Linked DNA regions of Rattus norvegicus: region 2 is linked to region 1. Evidence: chromatin contacts called from public Hi-C data. All regions are on one chromosome and are shown on one strand. The core of a region is the stretch at or near the end of the contact, and the rest is flanking DNA. Distances in the headings are between cores, read along the strand shown.

Evidence for each region. Hi-C and Micro-C count contacts between places; a contact is called where the count stands out from the background.
Region 2: a contact with region 1 is called in a Hi-C map of the Rat2 cell line, with 5 times the contacts expected there. The contact joins the promoter of Rsrc1 here to the enhancer-like site in region 1. A contact is called at or near these places in 2 of 12 Hi-C or Micro-C datasets (the Rat2 cell line and hepatocytes).

Annotation. Positions count from the first base shown.
Region 1 is chr2:153,132,592-153,139,665 of GRCr8, reverse strand. No RefSeq gene overlaps it. Among named protein-coding and RNA genes, the nearest start is that of Veph1, 290 kb to the right of the region's middle. Within about 2 kb of position 3,420, at least 2 of the 93 cell types and tissues checked have an H3K27ac peak or open chromatin away from gene starts, as enhancers often do.
Region 2 is chr2:153,533,147-153,540,220 of GRCr8, reverse strand. Rsrc1 (arginine and serine rich coiled-coil 1) reads right to left here and starts at 3,382. Exons shown (of 10, transcript NM_001014172.2): 1 at 3,230-3,382. Shox2 (SHOX homeobox 2) reads left to right here and starts at 3,060. Exons shown (of 5, transcript NM_013028.2): 1 at 3,060-3,561; 2 at 6,397-6,605. The coding sequence starts at 3,216.

The DNA of each region.
Region 1 (7,074 bases), core at 2,171-4,670:
AAGTGGTTTGCTAATGCGGGCAGTGTAGACGGCTCACTGCAGCACCCTCACATTTCCGATAGATGGAAGAAAGCCCATGTCAGGGAGTCCCTTAGCTGTAAGGGTATTAGTAAGGAGTCACGTAACTAATTGAAGTACTTAGACATAGTTAAGGTAAACTCAATTTGCTTTACAAAGAGCAATAGTTTATGACAACTGAGCTGGTTTCCTGAGTGTCCTTCTCCCCACCACCACCACTATCAAAGCTCTAAATAGGCTTCCTTTTGGATAAAGAACAGATCTGAAACTTTCAATCCTTCCTTCTGTAAGATGATCAGATAAACTGTAAAATGATCAGGCCTACTAATTCTACTACTAAAGACTCTATTTAGTTCAAACAAGTGAAATAATTTAGAACAACTGTAGGTATTCTGTAGCATTCACTGACTCATGAGTGGCCTTTGGTTCATATGAAAAAGCTGTCACTTGGGGTGGGGGCATCACACCTTGCTCCGGCCCTTTCAAGTTTCTCTGTAACATTTGTGAACATCCCGTATTTAAATCACAGAAGGAAATGCGAATTCCATCTGTGGATCTGATGAGAAAGGGCTTTGTCCTCTCACATGTATTTCTGGTGGTTTTCTGTTGTCTGAGGCTGAGTGCTGTCTGCCAGAGTGTCTTTACATTCTGCTGGCCCTGCAGGGCCACTTAGACTCAATGCTGCTTTAGGATTCAGGGATGATTTCATAGAGGAGGTGACACTTGAAGAGTGGCTTAGTCAGACAGATAAGTGGTCAGAGGACACTCTGGCAGAAGGAACCGTACACTATTTATACAGAGGTGGGGCACCCTAAGTGTTGCCTTAGAGCCCATCAGAGCCCCAAGATGGAAAAATCTCACTTTGAATCTTTAGTTCCACACATAACAGTGTGACAGGCAATTGCTTTTCAGTCCAGAGATTTTTTTCTCCCTTTTTAGCTTCTGCTTTAATTTTATCTTGCCTTCTTTTCTTTGTGTGGTCCCTGAATTTGGTTCCTTTTCCTTCAGACAAGCTCCTTCCCTCTGTCTTGTCTTGAAGACCACAGATGTTTGTAGGATTTTTGTAGGATGTAGATGTTTGTAGGATTTAATCCCATGTCTTTCAAAAAATCAGCCTCCAACACACTGGGCTTTCTTTTGGAATAGTTTACAGGCAAGCCCAGGCTCCTGACCCAGACCTTAACTTCTGGACTAGTAGCAAAGGGCTGGTTTGCTGAAACCCTTGCTTATTCAGTGTAGGCATTAGAGTCTGCCCACAGCCATGGAGAGCAACTGGATAACGTTAAGTAGTGGTGTGGCAAAAATCAATATCCATTTTTGAAAGATGACCTTGGAGGTCTGAAGGAAATGAATGAGGTGGAGGGGACAGTCAGGACATTGTGCCAATCTTCAACTGAGGACCTGGAAACAGAGATAACAGCAAAGAGGGGAGGGAAAGGAAAGAAACTCAAGAACATGTCAAATGCAGTATTGACTTGGATTTAACGGTGGGGCAATGGGAAAGATGGGGAGCTGAGGAGACTTCAAAGGAGACGGGGTGAGATTTCTTGCAATCGGGGCGCTAGAAGGGTGATCAGGTTGAGTAGCCTTTAGTCCTCTGTACTATGTCTCGAATTTGGGGTTCCCATGATGTTCTCAGGTGTGCAGTCCAGGAGGCTGCTGAGGAAAGAGGACAAGGCAGATGAGTAGGTCAGCATCAGGAGAGGGGTAGAAGGTTTTTGAGACCTTACCATTTTAATTACTAAGAGTAAGTAGAAATGGGAGAAGATAACAAGATTGCTGGCAGAACCTAGCTTTCGATTATTACTGTAAAAATTATGTTTCTGAAGAAATAAAAGTGGAAAAGGGAAACATAAAGAGGGACAGATTTGTTGAGATGGCAGACACTTTTTAATTTTAATTATTCATATCTTATTTCTTTTCAAAAAGAACTTGCAGTATTATGACTGCAATTTTTTAAAAAACATAGTTATGATAGGCTTCTTAAATTATAATGCTGTTGCTTAATGTATTAAAAAATAGGAAGGCTATTGGGACATGGGTATAAATAATTAATACATGAAAGTTTGTGAATATCAGTGAAATAGATTATATTAAATAGTATTAGCTTTTGCTATTCTTTTAAAAAGTGATGTTTTCATTATTAGCTTTTAATAGCTTCACCCGAACATTTGTACATGGATTGTCCAAGCCTTTGAAGATCACAGTGAGCCAGACAGACTTTAGAAAACTCAGAGTGTGAATGAGTACAAAGAGTAAACACTTGGGTGGAATTTACTTGGGCTATGAGGTCTACTTATCGAGCAACATCTATATGCGCGACACGGCCTATGACGTATAGAAAGAATAAAATGTAACCTCCATCTTTAGAGATCTTACAGGATGGTGCAGTAATTAAGATAAAGGAATTTCTTTAATGAGATGGGCGAGCTCATGGGCCCGTACACAGAGCTGAAAGAGCACACACTGAACTGGCAACTGGGGGCACGTCTGGTGATAGATATGGTTTCTGCGACAAGTTTTGAACTCCACCAAGAAGTTCAGTGAAGGGCTGGGAATGGATGAGAGGACGGGAGGTGCTTGCCACCGAGAAAGCATTAAATTTGAACTCTCAGAACTAGGAAAGTATAGCATATGTAGGGATCGCCAGTGCCCATGCTGAGGTCAGGTGAACTTGTGATGTTTGTTCTGTTCTTCTACCTTTATGTGGGCTCTAAGGATAGAGCTCCAGTCTCTGGGGTTTTGTGCTATAAGTGGCTCTGCCCATTGAGCCACCTTACCAATCTTCACCCTCACATTTCTGAGAGCTGTCTTGGCCATCACCTTGGAGTCAATATTTCTTTCCCTTTCCTGAGATGAGAGGTCATTTTTGTCTCCATATGCATATTAGGAAAGACTGTCTTGTTTTGGATGCAGCTTTGCTACCTGTGCAAGTCACAAGCCACGACCTGTATTGCACTGTGACCCCCGTGACCCTGGCTTCCTCAAGAGAAAGCCACATTTGTGTAACAGCTTTCTCAATGCTCCAAAGTTTTTGGATAACTGAAAACCAGTAATGCCATTTCCAGCGCGCTCTCTCTCTGTCTCTCTCTGTCTCTCTCTGTCTCTCTCTCTGTCTCTCTCTCTGTCTCTCTCTCTGTCTCTCTCTCTGTCTCTCTCTCTGTCTCTCTCTCTGTCTCTCTCTCTCTCTCTCTCTCTCTCTGCAGATGAAATGAAATGAAGCTATTAACGACAAGCGGGATGGGAAAGGCATCTGGCAGCTTTGCAAGGTACTGGCCGCCCTCCGCTCGTGAGCGAGACACCTTGCTTTCATTTTGTTCCGCTCTTCAAAGCAAACTGGCAATAGCATTAGCAGATCAAGCCCGAGGCCTTCCGGAGACTCTGTCCCGAAACTTGGTGTTTCCTTGCAGTTGGACTCATTTGTGCTAAGTGCCTTGATCTGTTCATATATCAGAAGAGGAATTTGGGGATTTGGATGACACTAACTCCCAGGCTGGGGGAGGTTTGTGGGGTTAGATTGTGCAAGAAGGAGAATCAGCCGTTTCTTAAGGCCCGCCTCCTCGCCTCCTCGCCTCCTCGCCTCCTCGCCTCCTCGCCTCCTCGCCTCCTCGCCTCCTCGCCTCCTCGCCTCCTCGCCTCCTCGCCTCCTCGCCTCCTCGCCTCCTCGCCTCCTCGCCTCGCCTCGTCGAAGCTGGAGGAGAGGTGAGGGAGCCAGGTCTCCTTAGGGAGAGGGTGCTTTGCATTCTCAAGGCAGACCTTTACCAGGGCACTTTGTCCTTTGGCCTGGGGGAAGATGAGTTTTCTAAATGACTTAACTAACTTCTTTTTTGGCATACTTTAGTCTTTGGTTCACTTCCAGGTACTAGAAAGAATGTAAATATGGAATGAATCAACTTTTTCCACATTTTTCTCTAGCAGTTCTTTTATGAAGACCAGATTTTCCATAGAGGAAATTAAAAAATACATAAAACTGAGAGGCCGTGGTGTTGTTGAGAACAGCCTCATTTTCCACGTCACTTTGTGACTGGCAGCGCACACTGTATTCCAATGGCATTAGTACAGAGTGCGGAGTTTGTTTCAATTAGCTTCCTTTTTGCTCAAGAAGAGGAATTACCATAAATCCCTGGAATGACAGTTGACTCACAGAGGGGCTGGTGTCATTGTGCTAGGAAAATTTTTAGAGCTTAAAAAAAAAAAAAGACTATACCTAGTTATAAAGATGATTACACTCTGATCTAATGCATTTGATATAGGCCTCTGGCCTAAATGAGGAACAAGAGAAGGACAATGACATAATTCATTCCAAACGACAGATAACTTCTCCTTTCATAGTAAATGCGGGCAGAACAATTTTTTTCCATTTTAGAGCATTTCTCTGCATAAAACACAAGAATTTTCATAAGCATCCCATTGGGATTTTCCCCCCATTTGGATTCTATTCTTTCAGATGATTTGAACTATTCTAGAGCATCAGTAAACATCTGAAAATTCGATATTTGGTAAAGACAATTGGTAAAAACAGCTTTAAAAAAAGAAAATAAAAAAAAGAAAGAAAAAGAAAAACCAGAGCCGGAATGTTACGCAAAGTGGTATCTGGATTGCTATCTAAATGAAAACAGACACTCGGAGACACTGTAAGTACAAGTCCAGACCGTCACCCCTCAGAGCTCTTCTGCTGTGCGTCTTCAGATGGCTCGGCGAGCTACAGCTCTTGTGAAGTGCAGTCTGTTTGGTATGCTGAAGGCAAGTTCAAGTTGCTTGCCTTTCTGCTGTGACACTACAAGTCTAACCTTTATTGTCGGGGTCTCCGCTGAATTTTCTAAAGGCAGATGACTGGGAATGCATGGAAATAGCACGCGTTTCTCCAGCTTCCTTTATTTTTCCCTCAGGAGAAGCAGCTGTCAGGTCAGCCCCCCATTGCCGAGCTTGAAGCCATCAAGAGCAGGGATATATTTGCTTCATTCTAAGGGCAGGTTTTCTGCCGACTCGGAAGATCACATAAATACCTTCAGGCCAGCGTGTCTAAGTCATCAGTGAGTGACCTCTTGACAAGCTGAAACCACAAAATGGGACTTATGGAGGCTGTGAAGCGAGCTGCCCAGCTCCAGGTTCAGCTAAAGCAATCAACAGGCAGGGAAAAGCACATTCACGTTCACATGTTTTTCTATATGGTTGGAAACTAATTCCAGAGAGTAATAGTAGCATAAAAATGCATCCATATAACTTTTATAACCCGGTTACTTCAAGTGCTTTGCAAATAAAATCCCGAATCTGATAGAATTGGTTTCATAGCCTGAGTTCCTATTAATTATAGTTAGATGGTATTGGAAAGAAGAGCTTGGAGCTCACTGGGTAGGCGAGGCTGGCTAACCAGGGAGCCCTGGAGATCCATTTGTCTCCTCTCTCCAGTGTTGGAATTGCATATGATCTTCATACCTAGGTTTTTGCATGAACGCTAGGGTCAGATCAGGTCCTGATGCCTTTGGAACAAGCACTTCACTGATTGGGCTGTCTCCAGAGTCCCGTTTGTGGTTTGCAAGAGTGTTGATCCTCTCCTGGTTTCCTCTCGATTACAAACTCTTACCTTCACTTATCGTTGGGCCGTCCACTTTGCATGTACTTCTTGAAAGCATCCGATGGAGTTGGTCTTCATATTATTGCCCTCCCGATGAAGCCAAAGCTGGTGGGGTACAGTATCTTGCCAAAAGTCAAGCTAATAGCTCAGGACAGTTTGTGTTGTCTTCCAGAAAGTTACGTGTTGGGAAATAAATGCACAAATTCATACAGAAATGGTTTTTGGAGATGGGGTTTTTGTAAATTGTAATTGGGATTAGATGAAGTCATGAGAGTGGAACCCCCCAACATAGAATTGACTTTATAGGAAGAGGCAATGAATGTATAAAATCCATGGTAAAGCTCATTGAGGCATATAGACTCTGGGTCTGGCTAATTTCACTGTGGGATGGTCTTGAGTTTTTTGTTTGTTTGTTTGTTTTGTTTTGTTTTTTAAGTTCTCCATAAAAAAGTTAATTATAAAATTAACTTTTATAGAAAAGAGAAAGAGACCTGAGTCAGCAGGCTTTTCTCTCTCTCTTGTGTCAGAATGTAGCACAAGGCCTTCCTTGGAGGCTAGACAGATGCTGGGACAAACACATGGGCTTTTAATGTCTAAATTTCTTTTTGACTATTTTTTTCTTTTCCTTTTTTTTAATTGGATATTTTTATTCACATTTCAAATGTTATCCCCTTTCCCAGTTTCCCATTTATAGACCCCATATCCTATTTCCCCTCCCCCTTTTTGTATGAGGGTGTTCCCCTACTAATACACCCACCCCTTCTGGCCTACCCCCAATATTCCCCTACACCAGGGGGGTGGGGTCAAGTCCTAGCAGGACCAAGGGCTTCTCCCATTGGTGCCCAACAAGGCCATCCTCTGCTACAAATGCAGCTGGAGCCATGGGTCAGACCATGTATAATCTTTGGGTAGTGGTTTAGCCCCTGGGAGCTCTGGTTGATTGCTATTGTTATTCTTATGGGATTGCAAACCCCTTCAGCTTCTTGAATCCTTTCTCTAACTCCTCCAATGGGGATTCCTTTCTCAGTTCAATGGTTGGCTGAGCATTCACCTCTGTATTTGTCAGGCTCTGCCTGAGCCTCTCAGGAGACAGCTATATCAGGCTTCTGTCAGCATGCACTTCTTGGCATCAGCAATATTGTCTGGGTTTGATGGCTGTATGTACATGGGCTGGATCCCCAGGTGGGGCAGTCTCTGGATGGCCTTTCCTTTAGTCTCTGCTCCAAACTTTGTCTCTCTGTTTCCTCCTGTGAATATTTTTGTTCCCCCTTCTAAGAAGAACTGAAGCATCCGCACTTTGGTCACCCTTCTTCTTGAGTTTCATGTGGTCTGTGGATTATATCTTGGGTAATCTGGGCTTTTAGGCTAATATCCACTTATCAGTGAGTGCATACCATGTGTGGGTCTTTTTTGTGATTGGGTTACCTCCCTCAGGATGATATTTTCTAGTTCTATCCATTTGCATATGAATTTCATGAAGT
Region 2 (7,074 bases), core at 2,133-4,632, 400 kb before region 1:
CTTTGACAAAGTAAATAATAAATAAATAAATAAATAAATAAATGCTTTGAAATGTCTCATCTCATGAAAATATTTGCTATTTAGTGAAACATTACACTTCATAGCTTTCATTAATATGATTTCCAAACTTTTGACTTCTTAAAACTGAAACTTCCTAAATAGTTCCTAAAGGGAGAACTATTGGAGATGGGGAAAGGGAAAGGGGTAAAGGGATATAAAAGGCTAACAGAAGAGGTATATGTTTTCATATGTGGAAAATCCATAATGAAACGTATACAATTATACTCTAATAAAATTTTTAAATTAAACTTCCATTACACACGTAGGACTTCCTAGCCAGACACTGGAGATTTATCATTGCTCCATCTACCATCCCTATAGTTAAAATGAGTCAAGACGATGAAATAATAGGGAAATCTGTTGGTTCGAATTCCACAGTAGTCATGCCTGAGCCTTCTCTGACTACCTTTAAAGTGTCATCTTTTCCCCTAGCACAGGAGATGGTGGAAGAGTTTGTATTTAAGTCATGTACTTAAAAGGATAAAGAAGTATCTGGAGGGTCTCCTGATCCCTTATCAGGCTTTTAGCAGGGGTTATTTGGGAGGTGTTTATGATTATGTTTTTCATTATTCAGATTGAAAGCCACTGGAACACCATATCAACTTAGGATCCTATTACTAAATAGTCTTTTAAAAACACTTTCACAAAAGAGTAAAATTTCGTGATTATTCTCCCAGAATTACAGTGTTACAGATAGCAGACAATGTGACACTGTTCCCAAAATCATAGAAATTAGAAAGTGTTAAGTTTCTGAGTCCTGTGAAATAACGAAAGCAAGAGTTCCTGTACTTGGACAATACCTAAATGCCGTTGAGTGCCATCTCTGTTAATCGTGTAAAGGTACGCTTTTGTCCTAAAAGCAGGGGGGAAAATGTTTTCAGAAGGGAAGATAACAGCCAAGAAAAAGTAAAGCAACATTTTTAATAAGCTTTATTTTCATGTCCTTTAAATGTGCAACACAATCTGAGGAGTATTTGGTATTACATGAAGTTAGAGAAGGTCTTAAATTACACTTAGTCGAGAAACCATTATGTGCCACAATTTTGTGCTCTCTTAACCAATGTTCCAGGTTGTTTTGATAGAACTTCTGGAATTATTTGCTAAGTGTGCTTTGTTTTTCTAATCAATAAGTAGACGATATACATATTAATGGTCTGTAACTGCTTTCATTTTTACTGAGTACTGGATCCAAAAGAATGAAAACATTACCTTTTAACATCAAACAGAACTCATTAATATTCAGTATACTGAAAATGTCCCTCAAACTCGCACTTCAAGAGGGATATTTATTTATGTATTCAAGTAAATGTAACGTTTCATATGTAAACATTCTTTTGTGCGCATAAACAAGGATTTGCATAGCTACAAATCTCACAGCAAGCCCTGGCTTGGAGGAGACAAACATGTCCCCCACCCCATAGAACAAACAGGTTTTATAAAATAAGTCAAAAATACAATTTTTAAGTTATAAATCAGAGAGAAAGAGAGTTGTTTCCCCCTCCGAAGAGCGAGTCGTTTTTTTTTTTTTCACAGTCCACGGTAAACAAAAATTAGGCGAGCGACAACCAACGTCGGTAATTTTTTTCGCAGAACTCAAAAAGTGATCATCTTTTGTTTTTCAGAATTGGAAAAGCGAACTAGAATGCTCCCCAGGATGCTAAATAATTGAGGACAGGGTGAAGGGAGTTGTTGGGAAAGAGGGAAAGAATCCTTAGACCTTACAGAGAAAAACCGAAATGGAGCTGCGCCGGACCGGCTGTAAGAAAACACCTTAAGACTGAATCTGGCAGGGGACAGCTGCTCAGGAAACAAGTTAAATCGACCAACCCCTTCTAGCGGGATGTGTCTTTATGGGAGTCAGCTTTGACTCCTAGGAGTGAGTAGTAGGGTGAATTACAGGGACTAGCACTCGGTGAGGCTGGCTGCGCGTCGGAAAGATCCTAAAAGGAGGTGAAGCGGTCCGAGGAGCTGCAGAGAAGCCCCACTCGCAGCAGGCTGTGCAGCTGCAGCGGCCTGGAGCAGGAAGGGGTGCAGGAACGGAATACTGGAGTGGTTACGAGGCCTATTAACCGTAGAAAGCCCGATGCTGAGCCAGAGGCCCGGGGTCATCAATGTAGGGTCGAGCAGTTAGGGTGCTCACCCAGAGCGAGGCTGTAGGGTCGGGTACTCTCTGAGGATACCCACTGACTCTGATTGCAATGCACTTGTCAGTTTCCTCTTGGCCCCGCCTCCGAGAAGTCTATCCAGCTCCCCAGTGTTTTACTAAGTCGTGACACCAACGCAAAATCCACGCTTAATTAAATTAATTAGGGATTCTTGTCAATCCTGGATTAATGGCCAAGAGCACCGGCGGCCGAGGCTATCAGAAAACCCGACCGCTGAGGACCTGCCTCCTCTCCCCGCCCCCTCTGGTCCCCTGCTTGCCCTCCCTCTCCTGCCGGGTGGACTCCAGCCTGGATCCTCCATCCTCAATATTCACATTCATATTCATATTCATTCTCTTCTCTTCTCCTCTTCTCTTCTCTTCTCTTCTCTCTCTCTCTCTCTCTCTCTCTCTCTCTCTCTCTCTCTCTCCTCTCTCTCTCTCTCTCACTCCCTCTCCTCCCCACCCCAGGTAGTGGCGCTCCTGCTACCCGTGAAGGGGTTCACTAGGAGTTGCGAGGGGAGGTAATTTACTCAGAACAAGAGGCCCGCCTTTAGGAAGTATAAATAGTGAGACTTCAAGAGCTGCGTCGCTATCAGATCTGAACTCTCCGCAGGAAGAATTGTCAAAGATCTTAACATTGAACACGCGCACTCCGGCAGGGAAGCATCAGTTCTCATTTCCCTCTGGCGGCCCCCGCCCCTTCCCTCCTCCCCCCCTCTCCCCCTTTACCCCCTCCCCCTCCTCCTCCTCCTCCTCCTCCTCCTCCTCCTCCTCCTCCTCCTCCTCCTCCTCCTCCACCTCTTACTTCTTTTTCTCCTTCTACTTCTCCTCTTCTTTCTTCTCCTCTTTTTCTTCTTCCTCCTCCTCCCTCTCCTCCCCCATCCCCCTGCCCCATTGATGTGTTATTATTGGGGGGGCTGGAGCAGTAAAAAAAGAAGGAGGAAAAAAAGAGCGGGGCTCGGCAGGGAGAGCTTGAGCGCGAGGCTGACCGGCAGCGGCAGCGGCCGCGATGGAAGAACTTACGGCGTTCGTCTCCAAGTCTTTTGACCAGAAAGTGAAGGAGAAGAAGGAGGCCATCACGTACCGGGAGGTGCTGGAGAGCGGGCCGCTGCGCGGGGCCAAAGAGCCCGGCTGCGTCGAGCCGGGCCGCGACGACCGCAGCAGCCCGGCAGTCCGGGCGGCCGGCGGAGGCGGCGGCGCGGGAGGAGGCGGAGGCGGAGGCGGAGGAGGCGGAGGAGGTGCTGGAGGAGGAGGAGCAGGCGGAGGAGCTGGAGGAGGGCGCTCTCCCGTCCGGGAGCTGGACATGGGAGCCGCGGAGCGGAGCAGGGAGCCCGGCAGCCCGCGGCTGACGGAGGGTAACGGCCTGCCCCCGGCCGCGGTTCCCCTTCCCGCCTTCCCCTGTCCTCGGGGCGGGAGAGGACCCGGGACCCGAGCGGGAGGAGGGCGGCATCGCAGAGGGCCCTGGACCCCAGCTTTGGGAGATACAGGGCTAGTAGAGGGGTAGGAGGCCGGACTGTACGGCCGTGGGTGGGGTCCTCGCGTGGGGGAGGGCGTGGGGTTGCGCGCACCCTTCTCTGCCGCTCCGGTTGCACCGAAATGCTTTTTTCGCGAGCGGGAGGATGGGGCCGCTCTGCGGGACGACGAAGTTTGTGTGGCCCGCTGCGAGAAGGGGTGCGGCAGGGGCTCAGTAGGAGGCCGGTTGTAAGGAGCCTGTAGCCCTGAGTTTGCCAGAACCCCTTTGCTAGGCCTAAAGGAGAGAAGGGGAAAGGAGGGGGGAGAAAGAGAAGAGCCACACTATGTTGCCCCTTCTTTAGAGCTGCCTTCAAAACCACTGTAACTCTGCAAAGCCCCTAAATCTCCGGATCTTGGGGACCAAACTTCACATTCTTATTGAACAGTTAAGGTGGAAGCCAGCCAAAGGTCCAGGCCAAGGTGATTCCCTCTCCGTGGAGACATTGAGGAGTGTACGGTGGGGGTGGGGGGTCGACGACGATGACGCTATATACACAATTTCTTTACTGTCTAGAATCGTGCAGTACTTTATAAGAGAGAGAGAGAGAGAGAGAGAGAGAGAGAGAGAGAGAGAGAGAGAGAGAGAGAGAGAGAGAGAGTTGGCGAGGTTGTCTTTGGAGCCAGCAGTGTTAGAAAATGGCTTTATCTAACCGGTGAAGCGTCCATCAACTCAAAGTTAAAAATTAATTTGGCACTCAGGACTGCAGTAACTGGTGTGCTGCCATATTTTTCCAATTAAGAAAATATGTGGCATGCGTAGAATCACAAATTTAAGCAAGCAATTAACTTGTTTATAACACGGTCTGTTCCTGTTTAGGCCATTAAGTGGAAAGTTGGGGGCGAAAGAGACATTATATTAAGTCTATTAATCAACTTGAAATTTGGACTTGTTTCCCTTTGAAGCCCCTAAACTTTGAGGGGAATCTACTCTGTGGGTGACAACAGACAAAGCCGTTTCACCGTCCCATCTGAAGAATATGTGTTCGTGTTTAAATTTTTACTACGACGTTAGCGAGAAGGTTTTCCTATTAAATTGACCCCTAATGTTTGCTGTGGCCTTATTTACTTCCTTCCTGGAAGTCCACAAAATGAACTCCGAGACACAGAAATGTAGGCAACAAATAAGGTTACTGTATAGAAGGCCAAGCTGAGGCGAGATGTGGCGGTTCGCCTTCACCCAGATCAGGGGCCGAGTCCCCCTTCATTTAGAGTGTTGTGTGGTAAAGGGATAAAGGGATAAACCCTTCTAGGTTCTCCGGGACTTGGGCAAGCCAGTTGCTGGGGTTGTTGATTTCCAAGCTCTGGGCAAGTGTTAATTTCTTTGTAGCTTTCAACTTAATTTTTTTAATTTTTGTGGCTCTTTCAACTTAATTTTTCCCCTCTGTGTTGATCCGGATCCTGGGTTGGGAGGAATTGAACACAGCCTCTACTATCTAAACTTAGCTTTGACAGTGGACTTCTATCTCCAAATCATGCAGAGGATGAAGGCTGGGTGGACCTTATATTGATATAGGCCTGACTTTGGCTGTCCTCATCGTTGCCCTTTGACATACATGTATATCATCCCTCGTGTGGCTCTATTTGCTCGCACTGCCAGAGCTCCTGTTTTTTTTTACGTGGAAGGAAAGGACAGCAAAGTAGCAACGGATGTGCGGGGGGAAAATGCATATTTTATTAAACATCCGAGCTGCTGGATGCATGAAAAGGTTTTGAACAGCCAATAGAAACCGAGGAATGTTCTGCTCGAACCTGTTGATCTCAGTGGGTTTAAACCTTTAGGGTCGAGCCTTGGTTTCCATCGGGGAGGGAGAAGGAGAGGACAGATGCAGCGGTGGGTTTTGCTGACCACCAGAGCCTGTCTGATTTGCTGCCTCTACCCTTCTGGCCCAGCGTGGGCGGCCAGTCATCCAGGCCGCCAACATGGCGTGGTTGTCTGTGCCAATTCGACCCGGGTCTGGCAGGGAGCAAAGGGATTGCCTAGTTGCTGATGGAACCATCCGTGGGGTTCTGGTCCGAGCCCTTGGGTGCCTGGGGATGTGGCTTTCGGCGGCGCAGCGCTGTACCAGAATCTCGCTTTCCAGCTGCGACCCTTCAGCGGGCCCAGTTGTTCCTAAATTAGACCAGCAAGTTTGCGGGAGGCAAAGGGCCAGAGACAGCAGAGGCTGGCGGGACAGCGGAACAGCCCTCTGGGGATAGCTGGCGTGCGAGGCCATCGCGTGGCCTTGCCGCGCCCTTTAACCGAGACCGCGCTCTGTGAGAGGCCCGCGCAGCGCTTTTGATTTCCGTGAGTGCGTGGGTCAGTGAGTGCCATAGGGTCAGGAATACATTTGGTGTTGAAGGGAAGAAGGGAAGGGTATAGGTAGTGAGAGGGTAAGCTAAGACCCCAGTTGAGTTGGGAAGCCGCGTGCCCACCTTGTCCCCAGGCAGCCATACAGACCAGACTTTGCGGGTCTCAGAGACCCTATCCTCTCTCCCGGTCTTCATAGGGATCCCCCGCCCCCAGGGGTTAGGAGTCTCTAGCCTTCTGGAAAAATATGGTAATGGAATTGTCTTGCTCTTTTCTTTTTTGTCCGTGTGTGTGTGTGTGTGTGTGTGTGTGTGTGTGTGTGTGTGTGTGTGTGTGTTGCGTGCGTGCGTGCTCCGACACACGTGTGGTCCTTCCGTGGTGCCCTCTTCAGTGTCCCCTGAACTGAAGGATCGCAAAGAGGATGCGAAAGGGATGGAGGACGAAGGCCAGACCAAAATCAAGCAGCGGCGAAGTCGGACCAATTTTACCCTGGAACAACTCAACGAGCTGGAGAGGCTTTTCGATGAGACCCACTATCCAGACGCTTTTATGCGCGAGGAACTGAGCCAGCGACTGGGGCTATCTGAGGCCCGAGTACAGGTACCCCCATTGCAAGGAGGTGGAGGCTGGGTCCGGAGAACCGGAGTGCTACACCTAATGTTTGTAGGCAGCTGCAGGTGTCTGGTGTGAGATGCGAAAGGGAGGGACATCTTTACTAAAGATCTTATTTTCTAAAATGGAGTTTGATCCCGTAGCCCCTTTCACCTCTAAGCCAACATATGTTCGCTGAAAAAGAAAGCCGCGCTGGGCTTGCTCCCAGAGTTTCTATTAACCACACCCCCTCGCCCCTCGCTGTCTTTAATGTGGTTTAATCCTAATGGGCCTACTTTTATAAGCCTTAAAAAAAAATGCCACAGAAAACGTTTTATCTCTGAAGCCTTAAAAGTTACAACGAGTATTATGCTCTCTGGAGTTGGGTTTCGTTGAGGGTCTAGGTTTGCCAAACGGATATACCAATTAGGTTTATAGATGTACAGACTATAAAGAAAATTAGCATCTGTTAAGTGCA